Linked DNA regions of Sus scrofa: all the other regions are linked to region 1. The links are chromatin contacts, called in public Hi-C maps. All regions are on one chromosome and are shown on one strand. Each heading gives the region's core, a stretch centred on a gene start, on an enhancer-like site or on the middle of the called end of the contact. The rest is flanking DNA. Distances are from core to core; before and after follow the strand shown. Region 1 overlaps DENND1A (DENN domain-containing protein 1A). Region 2 holds the start of LHX2 (LIM homeobox 2). Region 3 overlaps DENND1A (DENN domain-containing protein 1A).

What was found. A called contact is a pair of places that touch in the nucleus more often than the background predicts.
Region 2: a contact with region 1 is called in a Hi-C map of brain, with 5 times the contacts expected there. The contact joins the promoter of LHX2 here to the enhancer-like site in region 1. A contact is called at or near these places in 2 of 47 Hi-C or Micro-C datasets (brain and mesenteric adipose tissue).
Region 3: a Hi-C map of brain shows a contact between it and region 1, with 5 times the contacts expected there. The contact joins two enhancer-like sites. A contact is called at or near these places in 7 of 47 Hi-C or Micro-C datasets (brain, embryonic fibroblasts, fetal heart ventricle and 3 more).

Annotation. Positions count from the first base shown.
Region 1 is chr1:264,448,099-264,451,517 of Sscrofa11.1, reverse strand. The region is part of intron 13 of DENND1A (DENN domain-containing protein 1A); the gene reads left to right. Among named protein-coding and RNA genes, the nearest start is that of CRB2, 170 kb to the right of the region's middle. Within about 2 kb of position 1,742, at least 4 of the 83 cell types and tissues checked have an H3K27ac peak or open chromatin away from gene starts, as enhancers often do. A contact at or near this core is called in brain, where this site is marked.
Region 2 is chr1:264,899,109-264,902,527 of Sscrofa11.1, reverse strand. It overlaps LHX2 (LIM homeobox 2), which reads right to left and starts at 1,597. Exons shown (of 5, transcript NM_001170519.1): 1 at 1,385-1,597. The coding sequence starts at 1,504.
Region 3 is chr1:264,771,370-264,774,788 of Sscrofa11.1, reverse strand. All of the region lies in intron 2 of DENND1A (DENN domain-containing protein 1A), which reads left to right. Among named protein-coding and RNA genes, the nearest start is that of DENND1A, 50 kb to the left of the region's middle. Within about 2 kb of position 1,843, at least 13 of the 83 cell types and tissues checked have an H3K27ac peak or open chromatin away from gene starts, as enhancers often do. A contact at or near this core is called in brain, where this site is marked.

The DNA.
Region 1 (3,419 bases), core at 493-2,992:
CAAGAAATGGCAAAAAGACAAAAAAAAAAAAAAAAAAAAAAAAAAAAAAAAAAAAAACTCCTCTTAAATATTGGCTGTGCATCTCCCATTTGGTGACCCCAGGTGGTTCTCAACCCCAGCTGTGGCTCAGAATCACCTGGGGGGCTCTTAAAGTGGCAACTATCTGGGCCCCACTCACAGAGAATATTGTCCACTTCCTGCAGTCCAGAACCAATGCCAAGGCCCACCACATCATCCCACCTCTGGTTCTCTGAATTGTCCACAGTCTTCAACCACGCGATGGTGAACAGCTTTATATAAATCTTCATTCACAGTCTGAATTATTTCCCTAGGTGAAATCCCCAATGTGGTTTTACTGGGTCTGAGGACCCAAGTACATTCAAGGCCTTTGATTCGTAAACTGAAGGAGAAAGCTGGTCACCAGAAACGGTTGGTAGCCTGGAGGGGAGACTCTGGGACAGGCCAAGTGGAGAGCAGCCCAGGGCCGAGGGTGGCCTGAGGGCTCGGGCCTGGGAGGCATGTGCAGGGCACCAGCTTCCCACCCTGGCTAGTGGCCACAGTCATGGGACTCAGGTCATTACAAAGTCAGAGTCTGGGTTTTTTGAAACATGAAACATGACAGACTAGAGGATGCTCTTTTCTGCTTGGCTCCCACAGGGCCAGGAGGGGCCGACCTCGCCCCAGAGGCAGAGATGAGCAACAGCTCCTCCATGCCTCAGAGCTCATTCGTTTGAAATTTTTAATTCCTTGGCCTTTTTTTTTTTTTTTTTTTTTTTTTTTTTTCATTTTCCCTCTCCTACTGGAAAAAATTCAAAATGCAGCTGGCTAGGGAGTCCCAAACTTCATTTTCTTTCCCCTGCCTGGAAGGGAAGAGGAAGGCACCCCCCTGGCTGAGTCCCAGCCACATGCCAGGCATCAGGCTGCCCCACTCCACCCGTGCCTTCTGCTGTGTGCCTGTCCCAGGGCCAGAAGGTCTGTGTGGGCTCCCTGGCAGGGTCTCTTCAGGGCCAGGTGGGTTACTCGTCCCAAGGATCAGAAAGTGAGACCTGAGGGTATCCAGCTGCAAGTCTCCTACCTGTTCAGTGGCCTTCCCCAAGGTCACCCCCCTTGTTGGCATCTGTGGTCTCAGAGATTCCCCATGAGCTCGTTGCTGTCCATGTTACAGATTGGGGAGAGTGGCTGAGGTTGCCCCTGACTTCTTGGCAAGTGTCAGAGCCAGGAATCAGACTCAGGTCGGCCTGACTTGAAAACCCAAGCTTCTTCCACCACACCACTTGCCCGTCTTTGTTCTGGTTGCCTCGTGTTTCACGTTAACAACCCGCTCTGCATTTCTAGCACCGGGCCCGGGTCATGGCAGAGCGAAGGCATCAGTGCATGTATTTGGAACAGTGGATGGAAGGATGGGTGAGAGAAATGAACAAACAGAGAAGTGTGTGATGCCGGGGTTGGCCCTGGGCCTCTGTTCAGTGCGTACACATTATATCCTGTCTTGTCTTTAGGCTTTGGAGGTTGGCGCTGCCTGGCAGAGGGGAGAGTGTCAGCAAATCACAAGGGCATGTGACCCATTTTTCAGTCACCTGGAGAATATGAGGTACAAAGCCCAAGATATTTAACAATATCAGCCAAGCCAACTTGTTCTTCTCCACTTAAATGACAGATCCACAAGCAGCCAGGCAGCCCCATTCGGAAAAACCCCCTTTATCCGTGTCAAGCGGCAGCTCAGGCTCTAGCTCATTTATTTAGGCCTTTCTTGCTCTCTGACACGCCTCCTAGCAGTTGCCAGGCAACTCTGGGAGTAGCAGTGTGTGTTAGGGATTAACTAGTTAGGGCTGGGGTCCTTTTTGGCAAGAAGGGGATGAAAGAAATGATTTTAATTGCTAGGCCAAGGATCCTTTCTCTGCTGGGTAGAAGATTGCAACTTTTGGAGGATGTGTATAGCAGTGTGGGTCCTGAATTTGCTGCGAATGGTCCCCTTTCTCCCTCCTCGGGAGACCAAATGAATTTTAAAAAGAGTCTTATTTTTCCTCACTCTTTTGTTTAAAATTATATCATCTTGAAATCTGAATAAGACTAACCAGCATCCTCTCTTTGGAAGACGTTTCTTAGCACAGTGGCCTCAGTTTTAAAGCACTTTCAAAAATAGAATTGTGTGCTTTAATTACATCCTTTTTTCTGTCCATAGTTTCTTCTTTCATAGCTCGTGCTACGTGGAGTCATCTTAAAGCAGCACATGTGAAGGTGCTTTTACCATATCTGGCCCATAGTCCCTGATAAATGTTAGCTCAAAGAGCAAAACTGATGGAGATTGGTGCTCCAACGTGCATTCTGTTCTGTGCCAGTAGCTGTGGAAAGGCCAGGGTAGATGGCCCACCATGAGTTGTTTGTTCAACAAGCTTGCGTGGCTCTCTCTGGGGCATTCTGCTGGTTGGGCTTCCCCATTATGAATGGAGAACAGCCCCTGCCCACAGGGAGCGACGGCTGAGGTGGGGACGGTAAAGCTAGTTGATGTCAGAGCCGCAAAGCAGGCTGTGCAGGCAGTAGGCAGCTCCTCCTGGCCAGCTTGCTTAGTCCTTCCCAGGAGGACCAGCTTCCAGAGTCAGCCATGGGTACGCTGGCATCATCCATCTTACAGCCCCTGATTTTGCACTTGATTCTGCTGAGTCATATTTATCCACCTAAAACCCCTTGAAGACAGAGAAGTTAAGATAAAAGCAGATTGATAGCCTGGCTTTCAAGCATGAACAGACGAGGCTGTGTTAGAGCAGGTCAGAAAAATACCATATATATCTGTCTCCTGTTTGAGTAACACCATTGATCTCATGGTTTTTTAAAAACAAACAAACTGTATATGGTCTTAGTATAACGGAAAATAGAAAAAATATTTACAAACTAGAAAAACTAAAATATCACTATACTTCAATTGAATGAACACAACTACCTCAACTACCTTTTGTAAATTCTTGCTAATTATTTTTCTTTATGAAGACTATCTACATAGTTACTATCAAATCTAAGTTAAAAATTTGTTTCTCCTCCATTTAACATTACAGCCTTGGCTTTTTTAGATAGCTGCAGAATATTCTATCAAGTACAGCTACCGTAATTTCCGTAACCACTCTATCATACTGGACATTTAGATTGTTTCCAGTATTTTGAGATTATGGTTTTTTAAAAACAAACAAACTGTATATGTTTTTAGTATAACAGAAAATAGAAAAAATATTTACAAAATATTGCACTAAACATCTTTGAATAAAGCTTGGATAACACTTTACTTTGAAGTCTTCTGAGTAGAAGAAATTCAAGTCTGCATGCAGGAACCTGACTTTGGGTGCCAACTTGTCGCAACGTGGTAAGGAAGCAGATTTCCGTTGACTCAGCCTAAGAGCAGCCCAAAATGGAGAGATTTAGGATGTTTT
Region 2 (3,419 bases), core at 348-2,847, 450 kb before region 1:
TTTCTCCACCCCAAAAGGCCCATATCCGGGAGGTGGGGGGCTCAGAACCTACGCCGGCCCACGGGCCCAAGCCGGCCACGGGCCCAGGACCCGGGACTGGCCTGGATAGATCTTTCTGCTTACTTCTCCCCCTTCCTGTCGCTTTTGCTCTTTTCTCAGAAAGGTTCATGCAGCGTTTGGGGGCTGGAGCAGTGATGGCTACTTCAGCCAAGCCCTCCAAAATCTCCCCCTCAAATTGTTTCTTAAAGGAGCCACTCTGCTGGGCCCCAGGAAAAGAGGTATGATGGCCATTAAAAGTCAACCTCCACACAGACTCCTCTCCAGAGACGTGGTGGAGTTCCTGGCCCCTAACCCCAGTGATCTCTGGATCCTTAAGCGGAAGGTTTAGGCCAGGGCAAATCGCTCAACCTCTGCCCCTCCACCACCTCTGCCCCACTGGCTGGGGCCCTCTTGGGTGCTGAGAGATGGTGAGTGGGGTGCATGGGCACCCTCAAAGTCTCTGAGTGCACGACAGGCCCAATTCAAATCCTCCCCTAACCAAACTGACAGGCTGAGAGGGTTTAACTCCAGAAGACAAGTTCAGAAGCAGAGGCGCTGGAGCTGCTGCTCTTCCTTTCCAAGCGAGAAGCTTCGCTCGTGCTCCCCACCTCCTCTGCCTCTAAAGGTCACTTCTGGGCCCGGCTTGGACAGTGTCTGCTCCTCTGGCCCCCAGAGACGTCTGAGGCAAGGAACTGGCTATTTGGGGCTGAGCTGGTGGAGCCAGGTGTGGAGATCCGACTGGACTCTCCTTCCACAAGGGCCAGGCCAGAGCCTGAACTCCCGGCGCTAACCCGGCCAAGTCGGACCAGCCAGGAGGCCCAAGACGCGATCAACGAAAAAGCGCTGGCCCAGAGGACTCCGACCCGTGAAACTGTGCTAGGGAGGGAACCTGATCGCCAGGAAGCAGGGAACGGCCCAAGTCGGCTGGAGCCCCAGTGCTGCCGGTTGGTTCGTCCTTCCCCGCGCCTCAGGCGGCGGCGCCAGTAGCCAGAGCCGGTGGTGGAGGAGAGCGCGGAGGCTGGCGACCGAAAAGCCGGGAAAAGTGAGAAGAGAGCCATCCGGGCCTCGGGTAGGACTTCGCTCCCACTTCGGGAGAAATCCTCTCTTCCACCCTGAGGGTCTGAAATTTCGGTTTCAACCTTGTTTCCCTCCTCCGCCCCAGCAGCCGGGTTTCCCCTGAGCCGGGAGCTACGGGCCTCGCATCCTGTCCGCGGATCCCCAGCGTCCAGTCCCGTGCGGCACGAAGGACGCTCTCCAAAGTGCCCCCAAACTTAGGAGAGCAGAGGCGCAGACCGAACCGGCCCCATCCCAGCTTTTCGCCCCGACCCCGCAGCCGTGCGCCTACCGTCTCCGTGTCGCCGCGGTCGATGGCGGAGCTGATGGCGGGAGCCTCGCTCTTGGCCCTGCGGTCCATCTCGTCGATGACCCCGTGCACCTCGGGGCCCGACAGACTGTGGAACAGCATCGCGGCGGGACCGGCGGGGCCGGGGGCGCGGCTCCTCCGCGGGAGGGCTTGCCCCCGCCTCAGCTGCCTGGCGCTCCCCGCGCTAACGGGCCCGGTGCATCGCCACCGCGGCCCCGGCCCCGCCCGAGCTCGGCTGCGCCCCCAGGCCGGGCTCCGGGCCCTGGGCGCCCGCGGGCCAGGACGCCTCCCGCCGAGGCGCTAGGGCAGCTACATCGCGGGGCGCCTGGGCGGCGGCGCCAAAGCCAGGGTCACAAGGGCAGGGGGCGGGGGGGGGGTGCTGTGCGGGAGGGGGTGGGAGACCAGGGCAGAGGTCGCCACCCGCCGCGGGCGCTTTCACGCTGCGGGCATCGCCGGCCCGGCTTCGGCGCCCCGGGCGCAAAGCAGAAGCGCAAAGTCTGCCCGAGGCGGCGACGGCTGCAGTCGGGGCTCACCGGGGTGCGACTAGGTGCCCGCGGCGGCCCAGCTGCCTAGACCTCTCCCCTCCCCAGGGTGTGCCCTTAGCCCAAGGCGACCCGCTTAGGCGCTGGGTCGGCTACTGGAGTGGGGATTTCTCCGAAGCCAGCGAGCCGAGCAGAGACACCGGGAGAATTGAAGAGGAGGAGGAGGAAGAGGAGGAGGAGGAGGTGGAGGAGGAGGTGGAGGAGGAGGAGGAGAAAAAGGAGGAGGAGCAGAGTAGGAGGAGGAGCCGCCGGCCGCGGGCCCAGCCGCGCGCAAGGCTCTCCAAGAGCGCGCCGAGCCCAGCCCCGGCTCTGCAGTCCGCGCCAGCCAAGCGTCCGCGCCTTTTCTACAGCCGCGCCTGACATCACGTCCTGCCGCCGCCCCATTGGCCGCCCGGCACCCCGGGCCCTGGCAGCGCGTGCTCCGGGAAGGCGGGAGACCGGAGAGGGAGGGGAGCAGCAAGAGGAGGAGAGGAGCGAAGAGATGGTGGGAGCTGGTGGGCGAGGCTGGAGGGCGGGGGCGGGAGGGAGGAGGGAGAGCGCGGGGTTTGGAGTTTTAAGCTACGAACTGTTTCCTGTAATTTCTTTGGGAAGGAAAATTAAACCCTCTCTCCCCGCCATCTCCATCCTAAGAAGACGCAGCCACTAAAGGATGCTTGAGGAAGTCTCCCTCCAGTCTCCCCTCGGCCCGGAGCCACTCCTCGCGCACCGGCTGGGGAGGCCTGAGAAGGCAGGTCCGGAGCAGAGCTGGGGGAGCCCTCGGCCGCTTCCCGCCGAGTTCTTCCTTTGGCCCAAGCTTCGCGCCGCGGGCTGCGGACTACCGCGCAGGCCTCCTGCGGACCCAGCAGAGCCAGAGAGGCAAGAATCGGCGGGAGCCGTGGCTCCCGGGGAGTGGGGCCAGCCAGTTATCCTCGCTTCCAGCGAGCTAGGGCCCAATTAAAGGCCCAGCAGTGCAGCTCCTTCTCACTCTTCTAGGTCTCTTTCCAGCCAGGAAGAGTGGGCGAAAGCATGGCTTTGGGACTGTGAAAGGCATGGCTTAAGATCCTAGTTCTTCCATTTACTTTCAGTGTAACCTTAGGCAAATGACTTCACTTCCCGGAAGCCTGTTTCTGATCTTTAAATGAGGGTCAAGAAAGCCCTGTCCACATGGATGTGATGAGCGAAAGAGATCACGGGTGTAAACTGCCTGGAACATAGTAGGCACTAAGCAAATTCTCCCATCATTCCCTTTTCCCCTTCCATCTCCTCCCTCTAAAAACTTTCTCACTTGAGCTACCTTAGGCAACAGCAGCGAGGTTATTAAGGATCACAGGCCCAATCTCTGTTGGGTACATCATGCCACAATACAGTTAGAGAAGGGACTCCATCCTGACACCTGCCTGCACCTTTTCGCCAAGGACCAACACCCTGGTGTGCCATGTAAATCCCAACGGCCATTCCAGACTTCAGGCTCAACCGAGAGTCTCCTGGGAGTGATT
Region 3 (3,419 bases), core at 594-3,093, 320 kb before region 1:
TGGTCAGGTACTTCTAAATAATACCTAAAAAATTACCTCACAATAAAAGGATGGCAAATGGGAGAAAGACCAGTAAGAAATGTTACTAGACTTTAAAGACCGTTGTTTTTCCCACTGACTACTTATAAAATCTGAACTAGTGAAGACATGTAATATAAACTCTCATGTGTTTTTGTGCTCTGAAGAGCATTCCTTGACATCTGCGGATGGGACATGTAATCTGTCAGTTCTGCTCAGATATTGCATCCAGACCTATGACACTGAGTGGGACATCTTCCAAAGACTGTGCCAATAAAATTTGTGTACAGGAGTTCCCATTGTAGCTCGGCGGTAATGAGCCTGACTGGTATCCATGAGGACTTGGTGTTCGATCCCTGGCCTCACTTAGTGGATTAAGGATGCTGCATTGCTGTGACTCTGGCATAGGTCGGCAGCTATAGCTCCGATTTGACCCCTAGCCTGGGAACTTCCATATGCCATGGTGTGGCTCTAAAAAGACCCCCACCAAAAAAAAATTTGGTATACAAACTGAACTCATGGTGCCACTTACTTTCTTGGGGAATTCATAAGATTTTCTAGTTTTTAAAATGAGCAGATAAGCTGTACCTTAATACTTGATTTAAGGTAACTTTTTGTCTACTTCTGCAATCTTTTTTTGTTTTCAATACAATTTATATTTGCCTTTTTCTGATATTATTTAATGCGTTATTTTTGCCATTATTTTTGCTATTTAGATGATTACAAAGAATCTGCCTTAAAATTAGTCTTTGTTCCTTGGATCTGCATCTCTGATCTCTGCCAAAATATCTGAGCAAACTTAGGTATAAAATTTACGCTCTACAGTACTAGTGTCTGGGCATAATCTTCTCTTTGAAGTTTGTTCGCATCCCCCAGGGGGATTAATTCCCTGCTGTGAGAAGGTGGGTTAGAAAGCACTGAAACTACTTTATGGGTCTTTAATTGGAGGATTTAGTATACATTTTGTTCTATAAATTTCTGTGAGAGTTTCATTCTTCTGATTTTCTTATACTATGCTATGTTATTTGCTCATTGTAAGAAAAAAAATTACTAAAAATTTTTAAGTTGAGTACATATTGCAGATTATCCTGGTGTGTATTTTTTTTTTTCTATTCATCTTTAAATTTTTAGTGGCTTGTTATAGTTTTTTGAGAACGTATAAAATTTAAAAATTCTTGAAGTTATAAGGAAGAAAAAAAATCATCACTCAGTAGTAACTACTGTGAATGTTTTGGATTTCCTTGTAGGCTGTGTGTGGGTGTGGGTGTGGGTAAATACATAAACTTTTCTCCCCAGCTTTTGCTACATGTGTGTGTTTTTCTTGTTCCTTTCAAATTTATTGTTAAACTTTCCCTTAAGTTAATATATCTTTGTAAAGATCATTTTAGTTGCTATAAATCATGACATCATGTTTATGTGCTGTATTTACTTATTAATCTTGAGATTATTCCCAGGGTTCTCCTGTTGTCAGTAATGCCATTGAACATCTTTTGTGTATAATCTTGTTATTTAGGTATGTGATTTTAATGTTTTAAAAAGAAGATAGGTTATTTTGAGTAGATCTTTGATCTACTTTGTTCCTAATTTTTTAATGCTTTCTTTTTTTGTCAGTTCCATTTTGTGTACTCTGATTTGTGTATTTGTTCAAGAACCCACTTGCATGGGAATCCAGAAAATGAACACAGTCCCCACCATTTGTGTAAGTTCCCAGAGCCGAGTTCAGCCTGTCAGACTGAAGGTCTCGAAAGAGGGTGCTCTTGGCAAGACGGATGAGCCTGCCTGGTCGCATGATCAGATGGTACTGGCCATGCTGAAACTCTGGAATGCATTGCAAACACTAGTGTCTCATTACAGCTGGCATCTCTGAGCCTGCTGTAGACACTCTTTGGCAGGCGCTTAGCACTGGGAGTGCAGCGGCATCGGGTTCTCAAGGCTGTTCTGCAGACCAGCTTCCGTCTGTGTCTGCTCCCCTCCTAGTGTTGTTAATACCTTAGCCCAGTGGCCACTTTTTAAAAAAGTAGTGGATAGTCAAGTTGAGAAACTGTTGTGAGAACTCTGTGAAAAGAATGCCTAAGATGAAATGCTTTGCTGAACTGAGTTTTGCAGCTACATCGGTGTTAGGCAGTGACCTTAAAAAAAAAAAAAAAGGCCAAAAACCAAAACAAACAAAACTGCCACCTGGCTTTATAATCTCTCTTAAGTATCTGTTCACATTTCTGACATTTCTGAATTATCAGTTTTATGAAGAAAACTGGATCTTGGCCAACTTAAGGTACTGAGAGCCAGATTTATTTTTCTGAACTTACACTTTGATTTTACAGGATTCCAGTTCTGGGATTTTGGCCTGTGATCAGTGTATGATCAATATTATTAGAAATTTTTAATTTTTTTAATTTTTATTTTTTGTCTTTTAGGGCTGCATTTGCAGCATATGGAGGTTCCTAAGCTAGAGGTCGAATTGGAGCTATAGCTGCCGGCCTACATCATAGCCACAGCAACAGAGCATTCAAGCCATGTCTGTGACCTACAGTGCAACTCAGAGCAACGCCAGATCCTTAACTCACTGAGTGAGGCCAGGGATTGAACCTGCATTGTCACGGATACTAGTGGCTCAGTGGAAACGAATCTGACGACGGGAACTCCCATTAGATATTTTTTAAAAATTGACTTGGAAAAATAAACAATTTATGCTGTCTTTAAAAATGACGTGGAAGGGGAGAAAAGCCCTTTTAAAAGTTGTTAAACTTCAGATAAAAATAAGGATATTCTTTGAGGTATAACACAATTCATCTTATTTCTTTTCAAGAATAAGATAATAAATCAGTAAATTTTTGAAGAATGATGACACAGTAGCTAACTTTTTTGAGTCATTATGACTCATCACTTGTCTTTTAGAGTTCCTTTTAAAGCCTTGAACAACCCTCTAACATGGGTCTTATTTTTGAGGAACTGAGGCTTAGAGAGGTTAATGTAATTGTTCAAGTTGGACAGCCACAAGTGGTAGAATCAGGATTTTAATTTCATTCCTGTGGCATCTTCCTCAAAATAACTGGCTAATATTACCTGTACATGTAGTAGAAAAATCAGATAATGTAGAGGAAGAAAAATTAGGCTTATAGAGCAAATCAGGGAAGAGGGAGTTTTTAGTCATGAAAGATAAAATGGTTTTTTTTTTTTTTAAATTGAAGTATAGTTAATTTACGTTAATTATATTGTTTCAGGTGTGTAGCAAAGTGATTCAGTTGCACATGTGTATATACTTCCAGATTATTTTCCTTTATAGTTTATTACAAGATGTTAAATATAGTTCCCTGTGCTACACAGTAAAGCCTTGCTGCTTATCTGTTTTATTTTTAGTTTCGTATCTTTTTTTCTGGCCTTCCTTGCAGCATGCAGAAGTT